Linked DNA regions of Mus musculus: region 1 is linked to region 2. A link is a contact called in public Hi-C data. All regions are on one chromosome and are shown on one strand. The core of a region is the stretch at or near the end of the contact, and the rest is flanking DNA. Distances in the headings are between cores, read along the strand shown.

Region 1 (3,660 bases), core at 882-3,381, 140 kb before region 2:
AATCCATCAAAGTAATCGACTATATAAACAAACTCATAGACAAAAAGTACATGATCATCTCATTAGAGGCTGAGAAAGCATTTGACAAAATCCAACACTGCTTCATGATAAAAGTCTTAAAAAGATCAGGAATTCAAGGCCCATACCTAAACATAATAAAGGCAATACACAGCAAACCAGTAGCCAACATTAAAGTAAATGGAGAGAAACATGAAGCAATCCCCCTAAAATCAGGGACTAGGCAATGTTGCCCACTCTCTCTCTACATATTCAATATAGTACTTGAAGTCTTAACTGGAGCAATTGGAGCAATGGCTATCCTACCAAAGCAATCTACAGATTCAATGCAATCCCCATCAAAATTCCAACTCAATTCTTCACAGAGTTAGAAAAGGCAATTTGCAAATTCATCTGGAATAACGAAAAACCTAGAATAGCAAAAAGTATTCTCAACAATAAAAGAACCTCGGGTTGAATCACCATCCCCAACCTCAAGCTGTACTACAGAGCAATTGTGATAAAAACTATATGGTATTGGTACAGTGACAGATAGATCAATGGAATAGAATTGAAGACCCAGAAATGACCCCCTACACCTATGGTCACCTGATCTTTGACAAAGGAGCTAAAACCATCCATTGGTTTAGTTGCCCACAGCTACACAAACGGGGTTCCTGAAAGGGAGGCTGGGGCTGTATGGGAAAGAGACAGCGAGAGAAATAGGAAACCAAGACAAAGATACTGATCAAGGCCCCTTGTTTCCAGCCACTCTATGTGGCTGCCAAGTGTGAGTTATCCTTGAGTGTATCCAAGGAGGTGATTAAACAGCTGCCTTCTAAAAAAAAAAAAAAAAAGAGAGAGTCTGAGCCCATCCCCCACCATGCCAGGCTCTCAATGCTTTGTCACCTTGTCACCAGGCTCTCTTCACTCTGTTACCAGGCTGTTGCTTATTCAGGATTGCCTCAGGAAGACAGGTTCAGCCTCTCAGCGGGTAGCAGGTAGCGTTGTCTTGCAGAAAACCGCAGTTATGACAGAACAATAGACCTATCTAGGTCTGAGGACGCTACCCTAGGTGGGCTAGCTGACAGTGGCAGAACAGGTCTGCGCCAGCCTGCTCAAGGCTAGGGGAGGCTATAATTCCTCTCTAGTTATTTAATAAAAAATTAGCTGGACTGGGGTATAGGCTCCATGGTCCTGCCTGGGAATTATGGTGGCTTGTGCCTGTGCCTCTCTTAGGACTGAATCTATTGGACTTATTCTTATCTGTCCTGGAGAATACATGCAGCTTATATGTATTTATTTGCACAAACACGGCTCTTTGGTGTTATTATGAACAAACTTCTTGCTTTTGCTTCTTGGCACATGCCTCTGTCTTAGATTGAAATAAGCCATAGATACAGTGGCCCATCCTTGGCTGCTGGCCCTCATTGCACACCCTTTTCCCAATCAGAGGAAAGCCACAATATACACTCAATGCATCTCTTCATATAGCTGAATTTCTGCCATCTGCACTTGCTGAAGGTGATCCTGCATGGAGGTAACCGACCTGCTTGAAATGCAAACCCAAAGTTGAAAGCAACATGATTAAGTTTGTCTGTCCATAAGTCCAGGTACTCTATTCAGTTGCAAATTAGCAATGATAAAGCCCAAACTCTGGCCTCCTTGTGTGGGGCAGGTGACTTTGAGAATCAACAGAAAAGCTGTTACTTCTCATGTAAATAGGTTATGCTCCAAGTTAACTCTGCTGGCTAAAAGGTTTTTAGCTATCTTCATAATAGGACTCTCTAATATTGGATTTATTACTAGAGCAGTCCATGATTGAGTCAGAATAACTGGTCACATTAAAGGAAAGAGAAGAGTCATTATAATTCCTGTTGGAGTCCGCCAAAAGACCCTCACTAACAAAGACCACAGAGATCGACATTGCTGCAAACTGCAAGAGGTTTTTTTATTGATCCAATGTGTTGGGGACCCCCCTCAGTATGCAGGCAAGAAGAGAGACCCCAAACAAAGAAAGAACACACTTTTTATTCATTGTAAGGGGCAGATTTAGGCAACAGGGCTAGCTGGCTTTCTCTAATGGTGCAGCAAGTAACCCTTTCAGGCATTGGTTGGTTCTCATAGGGTGACTACCTTTGGCCTAGTGACTCACTCTGCCTGCCCTTGTGGTTTTTCTTGGAATTTAGTGTGAGGCAGGGCAGAAGAATTTTTCTGAGAACTGTTATTTTTGTTATGGTTATTTTTCCAAGAACAGCTAATCTTGTTTTGGCAGCTGTAGACTTGGTAAAACTATATAGTTTGGAAAGTCCCTTCAGAGGGGGAAGGGGCTAGGTGGTCTTGAATTTATTTTGGATTCTACACTCCTCCTTTTGATTAATTTTTCGAAGTCGGTTTCCACAGTCACTTATGTTCTCTGTCCCACAGGTTAAAAAGCTTGAAGCAAGGCAGCTTAGCTTGTCTAATCTGGGACAAAGCCAAGCAAAGGTGGGTCAAGAACCCAAACCCAATACAGCTTTCTTATCACCATTGTCAGGGCACTAAGCAAGCTCACAGATCAGTCTGTCACACGAATCATTCTGGCAACTGCCATGCTCCTACAGCATTCTATGGAAAAAAACACAAATGTGCCCTCTTCCCCATATTAAATATATGATCAGGATCATGCCATATACCAATAAGTGGATCCTCCATCTCACCTAGGCATGAGTATGCCTAGTGTTAAGATACTGTAAGGCACTTAACAAGGAGTTCTTTGGCATCCAATATTTTAAAATTTAAAAAAATAAAAAGTGTGATTTAAATAATGTACATGGGGATATAATTTCCCCCTTTATTGTTTTTAAAGAAGATATAATTTTAAAGTTCCACAATACCCTGTCCTTGAGAAATATAAAAAAATCTCAGTAACATGGGTAACATTAAATTGTTCACAAAACATCTCAAATATTTGACTTTAATAGCCAGTTCCAATATCTGTTTTAATCTAATTTGGAACACCAAGAATACAAAAAATATTAAGATAGGCCATGACTAATTACACTTTTAGTTGCTTCTCTTGTTAGAGCAGTTGCAACTAGAAAGCCTGAAAAGGTATCAATAGTCACATGTGCATATTTTACTTTTTAAAAATCAGAAATATGAGTATTCATTTGCAATAATTGATTAAGTATAAGTCCTCAAGAATTAACACAATTATATTGAACAGGTAGAAACTGAGGACAATGAGAACAATTCTTTACAATTTGACATGCACATTCTCTAAAAAATACCAAATTATTATCTCAAGCCACTACTATTTTGATGATGTAAAGAATGAGATAATATGGACAATTATTCTTGTGTAAGGCCTATAATCTGTCTGGGATGTAAATTTGGGGTGGCATTGTTTTAAGAGGTCTTGTCCAGGCAATTTAGAATGAGTTCTTAAATGTCCAAAGACAGTCCTTTAAAGGAACAGTATTTTTTTTTCTTAACTTGAGTTGTATATGAGTAAACAATTGCAAATTTAAGAATTTGTAGTATCTAAGAAATAACCAATTTCAAGCAATTGTAAGCCCTGAGCTATAGCTATGTATAGAGAGACAATCAAGCTTTAATTTGTATATACATATATATCGACTATTAGTATACAAATTAAAGCTTGATTTTTTCAACATTTCA
Region 2 (3,225 bases), core at 69-2,568:
ATTCTGGAAAAGAACTACCATGCTGCTGCCCCATAATCACACACGTCCACCTAGGAGCACCAGTCTCTTTTACTTTTAGATGTAGTTTCAGAAACTCTTGTTTAAAAAAAAGGTCTGATCCTTCTGTATGAGGAAGCTAGGATAATTACCCTGCTACAGAGGCAATTGAGCACCAGTTCCTTTGATTTCTTTTCTCCTTCACATCTTTCATCGTCTGCCTTTAGTTTTAGAAGATTTCATGTCTCCATTATTTTGTGCTAAGCTAACCTCAGCTTTTCCTGCCAAGACCAGGCTCTACAGTTCAACCTCCCTCTTGAAACATCAGCATCCCTCTGCTAGGGATTACTTTTAGTGGATTCACTTGAATTCAGTAACAAGAAATCTACTTCTGACCTACTCCCCTTATTCTCTGGACCCTATGTCTTCTTTTTTATTTTTCATATAAGCTTCATAAAGGACTAACCTATATGGAGCAAGACTATATTCACTGTTGGCAGCCTCTGCAATCTGCTTCTCTTGTTAGGTACCTGCACACTAGCTGTTGTGGACTTTGTGTTGCAGCTCATTTCTGGGGCATTTGCCTCTGTTGGTTGAGTTTCACTGCTCCACAGAGAATTCTGCTCTTGGTTTGTCTTGTTTGTTTCTGTCTTTTTTCACTGTGGCCTCCTCTGCTTCCCACCACTTGTGCTGGGTGGTCCAGCTGTCTGTTTCTTTCCTCCCAGTACTGGCAATCTTCTTGGATGAGCTTATCCACACTCAACATTTTAATTACTAACTTTGTGCCAATGACACTGTCTTTAGTACCTTACCGTCCCTCCCCTGATCTTCAGGCTCAACAATTCCATCACCTCCTAGGTACTTTTTCTCTGGATATTCTCCAGATGTTTGGCTCCATTTCTCAAAACGCACCTTCCTCCATTTTCTTCAATTTCTATTTGTCACTTTTTTTTCCCCTGTTATAAAATGTTAGAATTTCTCCCTCCTCCACTTCAGAAAACTGATTATTAAATCCTAGGACATGTCCATCTTTTCTGTCTCTCAGACTGATTCCATTCTTATTCTCCATACACTGTTAGAGCTGAGCATTCTCTGGCCTTGACCACCTCAACAACTGCCTCGCTGGACAGGGTTTCTGTAATTGCTCTGCTCTGTGCCCCTGCTCAAGAGCTTCTGGACCAAAACCACCTGTCTAAATCCACTCAGAATCCTACAGGGGAAACCCACTCCTTGTCTAGCATGCTCTAGCCCACTCTGAAAACACCAGCACCACTCAGCATGCCTCACTGACTGCAGTAATAATGCTCGCGGTAGTTTTCTACCACCACTCTGTTCTTTTCTTTCCTTGCTTCCTCTTTTCTCCAGTACACATGCTTTGCTATGAAGACTTAAGTTGGTCTTATGAATTTCAAGTAACTATTATAGTCTTCATGCTTGGGTCTGTAAAAAAGACAGGCTTCAGTTGAATAGTCACTTTAGTTGTTTTAATCCTCAATGCAGTCAGAAGGAGGACTGGGAATACAGTATTCCTGTGCCCCCCTGTGATTAAAAACTTGCCAAGGTGTGTAGATTTTCATACCAATGCGGCTCCAAACCCAGAAGCACTCGCCTGTTCTGAAGCACACACTGCCCTCCAGTGGAACTCCTTGGAAGGACACACCTGATCTGCCATGACGAGTGTTTCCAGTTATTTTTCCCCATCAAGCATGCTTTGAACAATGTCAAATTTTAATTCAAAATGATTTTATTTGACTAAAGAATATTTTTCAAGTCAAATCTAGTAGTGAAGGCTTTTAATTCCAGCTATCTGGGATGTAAAGGTGTGAGGACCTCAAGTTCAAGGCCAGCCTGAGAAAAACAGTGAGACCCTGTCAATGACTAAGTAAACATAAGAATCAGGCCATAGCTCAGCGATATGCCCCAATTCTTGCCTGGCATTTGGAAAGCTGGAAAATTTAAACCTGATGCTTAACAAACCCTACAACTAAAACTAGGCTGAAGCAAAAATAAAACTTACTTTGGAGCGTTTAAGAATTTGTTCTGTGAAGAGAGCAAACACAGTCACCCTGACAAGCTACTTCATCCAGTGCAACCCTTACTTAACACCAGTATATCCTTTTTTTGGTTTTCAACCACGGAAAGGATGATGGTAAAGGCAACTATAATCTCTATATATCTATATATAATACTGGTTAATATTATGTAAAGCTGTATTTTATGTAATTTATGGTTTTGCTACAGAGTGACTTTAGAGAATTCTCTAATATGATAGAGCAAGAGTAAATTATTAGAAAACTATTAAATAATATTAAATTATATTCATAGACACACTGGTAGAAGATGCCACAAAGCCACACAGCAACTGGGCATCAAGGTGTCTGAATTTCTGTAGATGCTAGCTGGCTGCTCTGAAATGCATGTAGCCACATCTGCACTTGGGGCTCATAATGTGTGCTTGTGCAGAGTGTCACATTAACATCTTGCTTGGCATATGCCCTTTTAGATGAAAGACACTGCTAAGATTAAAGCTGACCTGCTGTATTGGGCAAAGGGCAGCCTGGATGCAGGGACACTCTTCTTCTGTCCACTGTCTGTGACTTTAGAAGTCCTCAGGGCAGGATCAGAGAATGGAGAACTAAGAACATACTTCAGATGTCTTAGAAACCAATAAAACTGTTGCTTGACCTCTTCTTTCTTAAGTTGCCAAAGCCATGGGGAAAGCTCTTTTCCTTCCTCCCTCTGTCCCTCTCTTATTCTCTCTTCTTCCAGCATTACCACCACCACCACCACTTCTTCCTATACCTCCTCCTTCTCCTTCTCCTTCTCCTTCTCCATCTTGTTATTCTTTTGTCTTAGCTTCATCTACTCAGAATCACTTGTTAGAAGAACTTGAGGTAACTTTTTTTAAAAGGGAAAAGGATGGACAGATTTTACTTAGAGTGTCTTGTTCATCCCTATTTTTTCAAGCCTGAAATTTACAAAATAGAAGTTGTTCAACTGCTGCTGCTTACATAAATCTCAGGAAAAGCCAAGTATCAGACAGAAAGGTTAAAAGAGAAAAAAGAAAAAGAAATGAAAATAAAATCTACTTTTGGTCTGCTTTCGTGTTTTAAACACATATTTCAGGCCTCAGGTTCCAACACGCCAGGTCACGACTGTACTCCGTTTTGCATGGTTCCTTGTTTTATAACCTAACATTATGTTTCATCCCTTCCTGTTTTGCTTGTG

Evidence for each region. Hi-C and Micro-C count contacts between places; a contact is called where the count stands out from the background.
Region 1: a Hi-C map of the G1E-ER4 cell line shows a contact between it and region 2, with 2.4 times the contacts expected there. The contact joins two enhancer-like sites. A contact is called at or near these places in 2 of 15 datasets of contacts at CTCF or cohesin (the G1E-ER4 cell line and pro-B cells), 5 of 484 Hi-C or Micro-C datasets (the C2C12 cell line, the G1E-ER4 cell line, embryonic stem cells and 1 more) and 1 of 115 datasets of contacts at active chromatin or transcription factors (large pre-B cells).

The regions. Positions count from the first base shown.
Region 1 is chr13:75,365,787-75,369,446 of GRCm38.p6, reverse strand. No RefSeq gene overlaps it. Among named protein-coding and RNA genes, the nearest start is that of Mir682, 280 kb to the left of the region's middle. Within about 2 kb of position 2,131, at least 33 of the 459 cell types and tissues checked have an H3K27ac peak or open chromatin away from gene starts, as enhancers often do. A contact at or near this core is called in the G1E-ER4 cell line, where this site is marked.
Region 2 is chr13:75,226,199-75,229,423 of GRCm38.p6, reverse strand. No RefSeq gene overlaps it. Among named protein-coding and RNA genes, the nearest start is that of Pcsk1, 140 kb to the right of the region's middle. Within about 2 kb of position 1,318, at least 28 of the 459 cell types and tissues checked have an H3K27ac peak or open chromatin away from gene starts, as enhancers often do. A contact at or near this core is called in the G1E-ER4 cell line, where this site is marked.